Linked DNA regions of Mus musculus: region 2 is linked to region 1. The links are chromatin contacts, called in public promoter capture Hi-C maps. All regions are on one chromosome and are shown on one strand. Each heading gives the region's core, a stretch centred on a gene start, on an enhancer-like site or on the middle of the called end of the contact. The rest is flanking DNA. Distances are from core to core; before and after follow the strand shown. Region 1 has its middle 25 kb from the start of Zfp42. Region 2 holds the start of AY512931 (cDNA sequence AY512931).

The links. Promoter capture Hi-C pulls out the DNA fragments that hold promoters and counts their contacts.
Region 2: a contact with region 1 is called in a promoter capture Hi-C map of embryonic stem cells, with 5 times the contacts expected there. The contact joins the promoter of AY512931 here to the enhancer-like site in region 1. A contact is called at or near these places in 6 of 39 promoter capture datasets (the 3T3-L1 cell line, 3T3-L1-derived adipocytes, embryonic stem cells and 2 more), 2 of 115 datasets of contacts at active chromatin or transcription factors (both in embryonic stem cells) and 1 of 9 other capture datasets (embryonic stem cells).

Annotation. Positions count from the first base shown.
Region 1 is chr8:43,329,439-43,333,833 of GRCm38.p6, reverse strand. No RefSeq gene overlaps it. Among named protein-coding and RNA genes, the nearest start is that of Zfp42, 25 kb to the right of the region's middle. Within about 2 kb of position 2,008, at least 6 of the 459 cell types and tissues checked have an H3K27ac peak or open chromatin away from gene starts, as enhancers often do. A contact at or near this core is called in embryonic stem cells, where this site is marked.
Region 2 is chr8:45,063,554-45,067,948 of GRCm38.p6, reverse strand. AY512931 (cDNA sequence AY512931) reads left to right here and starts at 2,531. Exons shown (of 5, transcript NR_033588.1): 1 at 2,531-2,855; 2 at 2,940-3,024.

The DNA.
Region 1 (4,395 bases), core at 759-3,258:
AGGATTCCCAATGATATTCTGCTATACTTTTAGATTGGTGTCTAGCCCATTGTCAGCTGAGAAGGCTTCAGCCAGCAACTGCTGGAAACAGATGCAGGTACCCACAGCCAACACTAGGTGGAGCTCCTGTGGGAGCCGGAGAGGTCAAGGACACCACAAGAAAACCCACAGGGTCAACTAACCTGGACTCATAGAGGCCCACTGAGACTGACCCGGCTGAGTCACAGAGCCATGTGCATGAGTCTGACCTAGACCCTCTGCGTATATGTTAATAATTGTGTAGCTTGTGTTTTGGTGGGACTTATAACAGTGGGAGCGGAGATGTCTTTGTGGCTTTTGCCTGCTTTGGGAACCCTTCCCCCCCCCCCCCCCCGCTGGGTTACTTCCTCCAGCCTTAACATGAAGGGAGTTGCTTAGTCTTATTGCAGCCTGATATGCCATGTTTGGTTAATATCCCTGGAGGCCTGCCCTCTTCTGAAGGGAAACAGAGATGGAATGAATTATGGGAAGATGGAGATTCGAGGAGAGGGCCTGGGAGGAAAGGAGGGAGGGAAAACTGTAGCTGAGATGCGATATGAAAAAATAAATAATTAAAAAATACTGTGTATTGTCCTTTGTCCTCTTCCAAAGCTCCATATAAATGGTAGCTAAATTACACTGGTTACTGACATGTCACGTATGCCAAATAAACCGTCAAATTAGTCTACTGGTGGAGATCTGTTGAACACAAGGTGCAAAGCCCGCTGTAAAATATTTTCATCTTAGCTTGACAGGCAGTGTCTAAAACATTTGTCATTTCAAGATGTGAAAGACCCCTCCCCCCAAGATTTTCATTGGCTGGCGATAGCCCAGTGAAGTAACCAGCACCCTTCTCAATTGTTCCTCATTACCAAGTTGGGAGTTTGTTTAGGGTTTGGGGTTGGGTTTGGATTTGGAAGATTGTTTGTTTTTTGTTGCTGTTGTTTGGTTTTTTTTGTTGTTGTTGTTATTGTTGTTTTGTTTGTTTGATTGTTTTTGAACAGGGGTTCTCTGTATAGCCCTGAGTGTCCTAGAACTTGAAATATAGAACAGGCTGGCCTCGAACTCAGTGACCCTCCTGCCTCTGCCTCCCGGGTGCTGGCATTGAAAGAAGGAGTGCACCACTACCACCACCAGCACCACCAGGTGGCTTGTTTTGTTTTTGATATGAAGTTTCAGCATGTAGCCTTTGCTGGGCTACAACTCACTATGTAGCCCAGGCTAGCCTCAAGCTTGCAGTTCTCTTCTTTTTCTCCTAAGTGTTGGGATTGCAGGTGCATACCGTCATGCCCAACACCAAGTTTTAATACAAATCTTATATTTTTAAAACTCATATTACCTTCATTTTACTTATTTATGTATTTATTTACTTACTTACCTGCTCCCTTCCTTCCTTATTTTACTTTATTTACTCTAGGGGACACTGAGTGTGCTAGCGCATGTGTGTAGGTTCAAGGATGATGACCCTGCCCTTTGCTTTCACCGCGTGGGTTCCAGAGCCGGAGCTCAGGTCATCCCGCTCAGTGACACTGAGGCAACTCCCACCTCAGTTAATATAAAATATTAAATTTAACTCTCGACAGATGTTCTAGATCAAAGAGTCCCTCGTGTTCTCAGGCTGTCTCTACTCATTCATTTGTTCATGTAACAAATTATGTACCGAGCATGAAGTGTGTGCCAGGCACTTTTCTGAGCATGGGGTGAGACATGTACAGCAGAAAACCTGGAGCAAATCATTTCAGGCTACTGTAAGGGAAATTTAAAATGATGGAAACAAAGCAGCATGAATGGATTGCATAGATACGCCAAGAAAATAAGCTTCTAAAGGGATGACCACGGAGAACCTCTGCGTGATGACCCCATTGGAGCCGAGATGCAAGAGAAGAGAGAAAGTCACCCTGGCTGGAATGAAAGCACGATGACTCAGCCTTTCATCATCCTCTCTATACTGAGCTCTTCAAGGTGTGTTCTGTGTGCTGTGTGTTCTGTGGCTTTCACTGGGTAACATTTGCAAACCCAGTGGGGTATCCAAACCACCTCTTGTCTCATGCACACCTTAAACTCTTCGCACAACAGCATCAAGGAGGTTGGCTATGTGGTCACTTTGCTGGAGACTGGTTTCTAGCACCCAAGAAACAGCCTGTTACCCCGAGTGGCAGCTTTTGCAGTTGGAAGTTCGAGGCAGGCAAACATACATTTTTTTTTTTTTTTTTAGTTCATGACTAGCTTCTGCTACATAGACAGTTTCCGCTCACCCAGGGCCATGTAGTAAGACCCTGTCTAAATAAATAAATAAATAAATAAATAAATAAATAAATAAATGAATGAATGAATGAATGAATGAATGAATGAATAAATAAATAAAATTGGAAAGAAAGACCCTGTCTAAATAAATAAATAAATAAATAAATAAATAAATAAATAAATAAATAAATAAAATTGGAAAGAAATATCCAAGGCCCTTGTGTATGTAAGAAAATTCTCCTTGATAAGCACTTACTGAATCTTTACCGATGAGGAACTGTCTTGTGACTAAGGGATACAGAGGTAAATGAGGTATGGATTTTGTCCTCAAGGAGCTTAAACGGAGGCATAAGTTAAATCAGAAAAAGTGAGAAGCTAAAGGTTCGGAAGTGTGGGAATATCCACTATTAAGAAAGAGTAATTAAGGGCTGGCGAGATGGCTCAGTGGTTAAGAGCACTGGCTCTTGCAGAGGTCCTAAGTTCAATTCCCAGCAACCGCACGGTGGCTCATAACCATCTGAAAAAAGAAGGAATCTGATACCCCCAGATCTGATGTGTCTGAAGACAGCAACAGCAATAGTGTACTCACATACATAAAATAAACATTTAAAAAGAAATCTAAAAAAGAAAAAAGAAAAAAAAAAGCTGGGCGTGGTGGCACATGCCTTTAATCCCAGCACTTGGGAGGCAGAGGCAAGCGGATTTCTGAGTTCGAAGTCAGACTGGTCCACAAAGTGAGTTCCAGGACAGCCAGGGCTACACAGAGAAACCCTGTCTCGAAAAACCAAAACCAAAATAAACAAACAAACAAAAAGGTAATTATTTAATTATCTTCTCTCTGGAGACTCTGGAGATGTTCCATGTTTCGCATCTTGCCCTAAGCCTTGAACTATAAACCATGAGATGTCACTCCCACAGATACTATGAATGGCCTTAAACCAGAGGATACTAGTAAGAGTGTAAGTGGGGCGAAGGAGAGACACCCAAAGATTGAGCCCTGGCAGCAGTGTTGCTGAGGGAGTTTGATGGAATGGGAGCGGCAGCTATCTCAAGTTGTGGAAGAGCCAGCAAAAAGGGAACCGGAAAAGGGAAAGTGGCCTTTGGGTTTAACCTCATGCGGGGAACTGGTAAGGTTTAAAAGAACTGCTTCGTGGGAAAACAGAGGGGACAGATTTAGTGAAGTGTATTAAAGAAAACCTCGAGAACAGAAAGTCGACGTGACAAATTAGGACTTCTGGAGGTTTAATGTCACTGTGATCTTCGAGACCCTGCTAAAGGGCAGTTCCTGATTCAGCGGGTGCTTGGTCGGAACCGAGAGATGTTACTCTATCGAGTGATGCCACGGTGCCGGTGGGTTCTCATTTTAGTAGAAGCTGATAGTCTTATCTGTAAGAAGGAACGGTGCAGGGCGTCCAAGAGATGGCTCAGCCCAGCCGTGATGCTTGCTTCAAGCTTGGTATGGTGGTGCATGCCTTTAATGCCAGCAGTCGGAGGGAGTTCCAGGACAGCCTGGTCTACAGAGTGTGTTCCAAGGCAGCCAGGGCTACACGGTGAAACCCTGTCCAAAACAAAACAAAACAAGACAAAACAAAATGAACAAGAGTGCTTTTTGCTCTTGGCTTGAATTTGGTTCCTAGCACCCACATCAGGAGGCTCCCAACCACCAAGAATTCCAACATTTCTGGCCTCTGCAGACAGCTGCGCTCACATGCATACTCATACACATAGTTAAAAATTAAAAATAAATCTTGTAATAAGTGAATGGTAGTAAGGGCCATGAGAAAACTGAGTAGGGCAGGCTGTGGGGGGAAGGGAATTGCCTCCAATAGTTCATGGTCACAGCATGGGTATCTGTATACTGAAGGGAACAGTGAGGTTGAGAGGGGGGAACGAAAATGGAGGGTGGGGATATAGCTCATACATGGATTTTCTTCCAGCTGGGCAAGGTCCAAGATCTGATCCCGAGAACACGAAACCGGGAACTTACCGGGAACTTAAGAATAACTCATTTTCTTTCACTTCCGTTTCCTTTGTTTCTCTTTGAGGAGTGGATATTCGTTGAACAAAGTTTTCAATTAAACAAGGTGACTCAACACTGAAGACTACAAGAGATGAAGCTGTTGAGGTGAGCAC
Region 2 (4,395 bases), core at 1,282-3,781, 1.7 Mb before region 1:
TCCTCCGCTGTTCAGGACAAACCTGGGATGTGCGAGATTTCATCTAAACCGAGAATAAAGCACAGAATTAAGAAGGTTAATGTTTTAAATTAGCAATGAGGGAAATCGGTGATGGACAGGAAGATATGTTTAAGGGAATGTGGGTAAGTGAGTCTCTAAACTTGAGGTAAGGAAGGGCCCCCTCACTAAGTGAGCATGAGAGGGAGAGTGGGACCGAACCCCATCATCGTGAGCATAGAAAAGACCCATGAGCTTAGGTCATCAACTGACCTAGGGCTCTCTGCACAGCCCTGGGAGAGCTTTTTCAAATGGGCAGTCTTACACGATGTTAATCTGACAGGGTTTGACACTGTGAGGGCCATATGTTGGCTGAAACCCTGCAACACTGGCCAGTGAAGTAACGTGCAGAGGTATGCAATCAGTCATGAGTGAAAACAGGTTTTGAACTTGAGTCCCCCTGAGTCCACAGCTCCAAACCTCATTTCTAAGTGACTGTGTTTCTCAATAGACCGGTATTGGCCACAGAAATGTTTGACACCTATAATAAGAAAAACATAACATAAACTATATAAAACAGGAGATGATATATGGTATAGCAATACAATATATGATATGATATATATGATATATGACATGATGTATATTGTTGATATATGACATGATATATGTATGTGAATATATGATGTAACAATGAAGCATTGTAATGCAATGTAACGAGTGTAACATTTTTGAGTGAGTGTGGGTAAAAATAATGGCAAGATGACTAGGGCTCATAATTAGAAATAATTAAAACTGGAAATTGAGAATTAGAGGGTGTCACTGGTGTATAGTATATGTTTAGCATACCTAAAGCCCTGGGTTTAGTTCCTGGTACCACTACTCAAAATCAAAAAGGCTCAATTTGGGGGTAAATACACAAAGCTTTTTCCTCCATTTTCTCTCTGAAGTCCTTGTAAATTGTATATTTTTAAAAAAACCAAAACTGGGCTAACAAGACGGCCCAATGGCTCAACTTGCTAAGTTTGAGACCTAAGTTCCTTTCCCACATTTCATTAAAAATCAATTTTTTTTCTCATCTAATACATCCTGATTATGGTTTTTGTTCCCTTTACTTGTCCCAGTTCCTCCCATCCCAGCCCCTTTTTGAAAGTCCTGAGTTCTTATCTCCAGATCCCACACAGACATGCCTCTGTGTCCCGATGGGGAGCAGAGAGGAACAGTTATAAGTCCAAAGCCCGGTGTTTCCAACACGGACCAATAAAGACTGCCTCAAACAAGGCAGAAGGCAAGGACTCACACCCAAGGCCCAAGGTTGTTCTCTGACACATGTGCCTTGGCTGTCTCTCTCTCTGTCTCTCTGTCTCTCTGTCTCTCTGTCTCTCTCTCTCTCTCTCTCTCTCACACACACACACACACACACACACATACACACACACCTAGTAAGCCTGAAAAGTGGGGCCCACAAGAGAGCTGATTTTTCAGTTATGGTTTACAGTAAGAGCTGCAGTGGACAAGAACAGCTTAAAGATGGACTTGTGATCTTTGTGGGAACTGCTACAAGACATAGCTCCTGCACTCTCCATGCAACTCCTGAGACTGACCTGGAAAGAATGCCTGAGCTCAAAGCAGACCCAGAAGTGCTTTATCTCAGAGGAGGGCTGGATCTCCAGTGGCATGCTGGGAAAGGAATGAGGTCTCCTGGTAGGACAAGAGCATTTGTCTATCACAGTAGCTAACAGAGAAAGATACATTCTTTTTTTCCTTCCAACTACAGGTGAGAAACTGAATCATTAATTTCCCTATAAATGGGTTCTCTGCTGCTCAAAACCTTGCTGAACACAAGTCCTGAATACATTAAAAGCCTCTGTGGGATTTTTTTTTCTACCACTGAAAGAGAAGATGTATGATCATACATTATACACCTGAACACTGCCTGCTGGGCTCAAATAAAGGATATTGCTGTGTGTCTTAGTTAGGGTTTTACTGCTGTGAACAGACACCATGACCAAGACAAGTCTATAAAAAACAACATTTAATTGGGGCTGGCTTACAGGTTCAGAGGTTCAGTCCATTATCATCAAGGTGGGAGCCTGGCAGTATCCAGGCAAGCATGGCGCAGGAGGAGCTGAGAGTTCTATGTCTTCATCCAAAGGCTGCTAGTGGAAGACTGACTTCCAGGCAACTAGGGTGAGGATCTTAAGCCCACACCCACAGTGACACACCCATTCCAACCAGTTCACACCTATTCCAACAAGGCCACGCCTTCAGATGGTGCCACTCCCTGGTCCAAGGATATACAAACCATCACACTGTGTGAACACACCACACAGGGGGGGGGGAGGGAGAGGGAGGGAGGAGAGGGAGGAGAGGGAGGAGGGGGAGAGGGAAGGGGAGGGGAGGGGGAGAGGGAGAGGGGGAGAGAGGGGGGAGGGGGAGGGGAAGAAGGGGAGAGGGGGAGAGAGAGGGGGAGAGGGAGAGGAGGAGAGGGGGAGGGAGAGGGAGGAGGGGGAGAGGGAGAGAAAGAGGGAGAGAAAGAGGGAGAGGGAGAGAGCACACCTGGTGCCACATGTATAGAAATTCGCCTACCTCTAAAGCAACAGAGACTTGTCCAGATTTGATAAACTTAGTTCTGCCTCAAGAAAACATTAGATTTCAGCCATGAGTTAGCCCATCTATAGCAGGGCTGAGACCTCATCTTAAACCCCGAGGGTGTGGGGAACTCCAATCCCTTTGATCTTAGGAGAGGTTCTATTTTTTCTAGAGGGGCCCGCCATAAAGCTTGAATTAGAACCGGGACCTGAATGTCATGAGCAATTTCGTTCCAAGTGTCTCCTGAGCACGCCTGGGAAACTTCAGTAAGTCAAAACATTTGGAACCCAGGAACCATGACTGTGAAAAATAAGTTTTTTTGTTTTTGTTTTTGTTTTTTTTTTTTCCAGGAGAGCCAGAGAGGGGCCTCTGTGTGTGGTCGTGCTGGAGGAGACACAATAATGGAGCTGACCATAGGTAAAAGATTTCAGACAAGTGAGTGATAATACTGGTGGAGCACCCCCAGTGAACCGGTTCCCTTTCCACCCCGACCACTACCCAGAAAGACAGAAAGGCCAGGGATATTTTTGGTATGGTGAGGCGCAGGCCCTTGCTGAGGCATTCCTTCCTGCTGAGGGACCAGCCAAGTGTCAGATATAGTATGGAATAGAGTTTATTCAGGTCATGAGGAGGGGAGTTGAGGGGGTGGTAGAGACAGAGAAAGGGAGAGGGAGGGGGGGGGGAGGGGAAGGGAGAGGGAAAGAGACAGAGGAGACCATGAACACGTGGAGAGAGAGTGGGGGAGGGGAATGGGGAGAGAAGGGACAGAGAAGGGGTGTGTGTGTGTGTGTGTGTGTGTGTGTGTGTGTGTGTGTGTGAGAGAGAGAGAGAGAGAGAGAGAGAGAGAGAGAGAGAGGAGAAAACAGTCCCTTTTATAGTGAGTCAGGCACTCCTGGCTGTTGCCAGGTAACTGTGGGGCGGAGCCTAGAAGAAATGCTAACAGTGAGGGGGGATGGTACTTTCTGAACTAGGGGCCCAAGAGCCTCACCTCCATTGTTCTTGCCAGCAAGGACAGGAGGGCGTCATTCTATGTCCTTTTCTCTCAGCGAAGCATGAAGTGGTCAGTGGTCCATGAGGGTATTGTTCTTGTGTTCTGAGCTGGAAATTCACTCAGAGATGTCCCGCCCGCCCCCGCCCCCCCCCCAGCTGCTTTAGGTTTGTTTTTACAGATTTATTTTTATTTTATGTATTAGTACACTGTAGCTGTCTTCAGACAAGAAGAGGGCATCAGATCCCATTACAGATGGTTGTGAGCCACTGTGTGGTTGCTGGGATTTGAACTCAGGATCCCTGAAAGAGCAGTCAGTGCTCTTAACCGCAGAGCCATCACTCCAGCTGCTTTAGTTTTGAAAAGATTTACAAAGTGAGCAGAAAGGCTCTTTATGATCTACTCTCACCGAGAGACAAAACCAGAACAAAGCAAAACAAACAAACAAACAAACAAAAAACCAAGCCCATAATATAATAATTTTGCTCTTTGTTTTGTGTGTGTGTGTGTGTGGGGGGGGGGGGGGTGTTTTGTTGTAAGATGGGATCTCACGCAACTCTGACCTCAAAGGCCCTAGCCAAGGGTCACTTTGAACTTCTGACCTTCCTGCTTCTGCTCCCTGAGGGTTAGGATTGCAAGCATGTGCCGCCCCGCCCAGCCTCCTGCATTCTGGAAATCAAGCCAGGGGCTTCCGTAAGCACCCAACAGGCTGCTCTCCGTAATAAAGGATTGTTCCGTAGCTCCATGCTTGTGACCCTGTAACCACACCAAGAAACTGCTTCACAGTCAGTGGCCCCCACTCCTCCTAAGTAACTTCT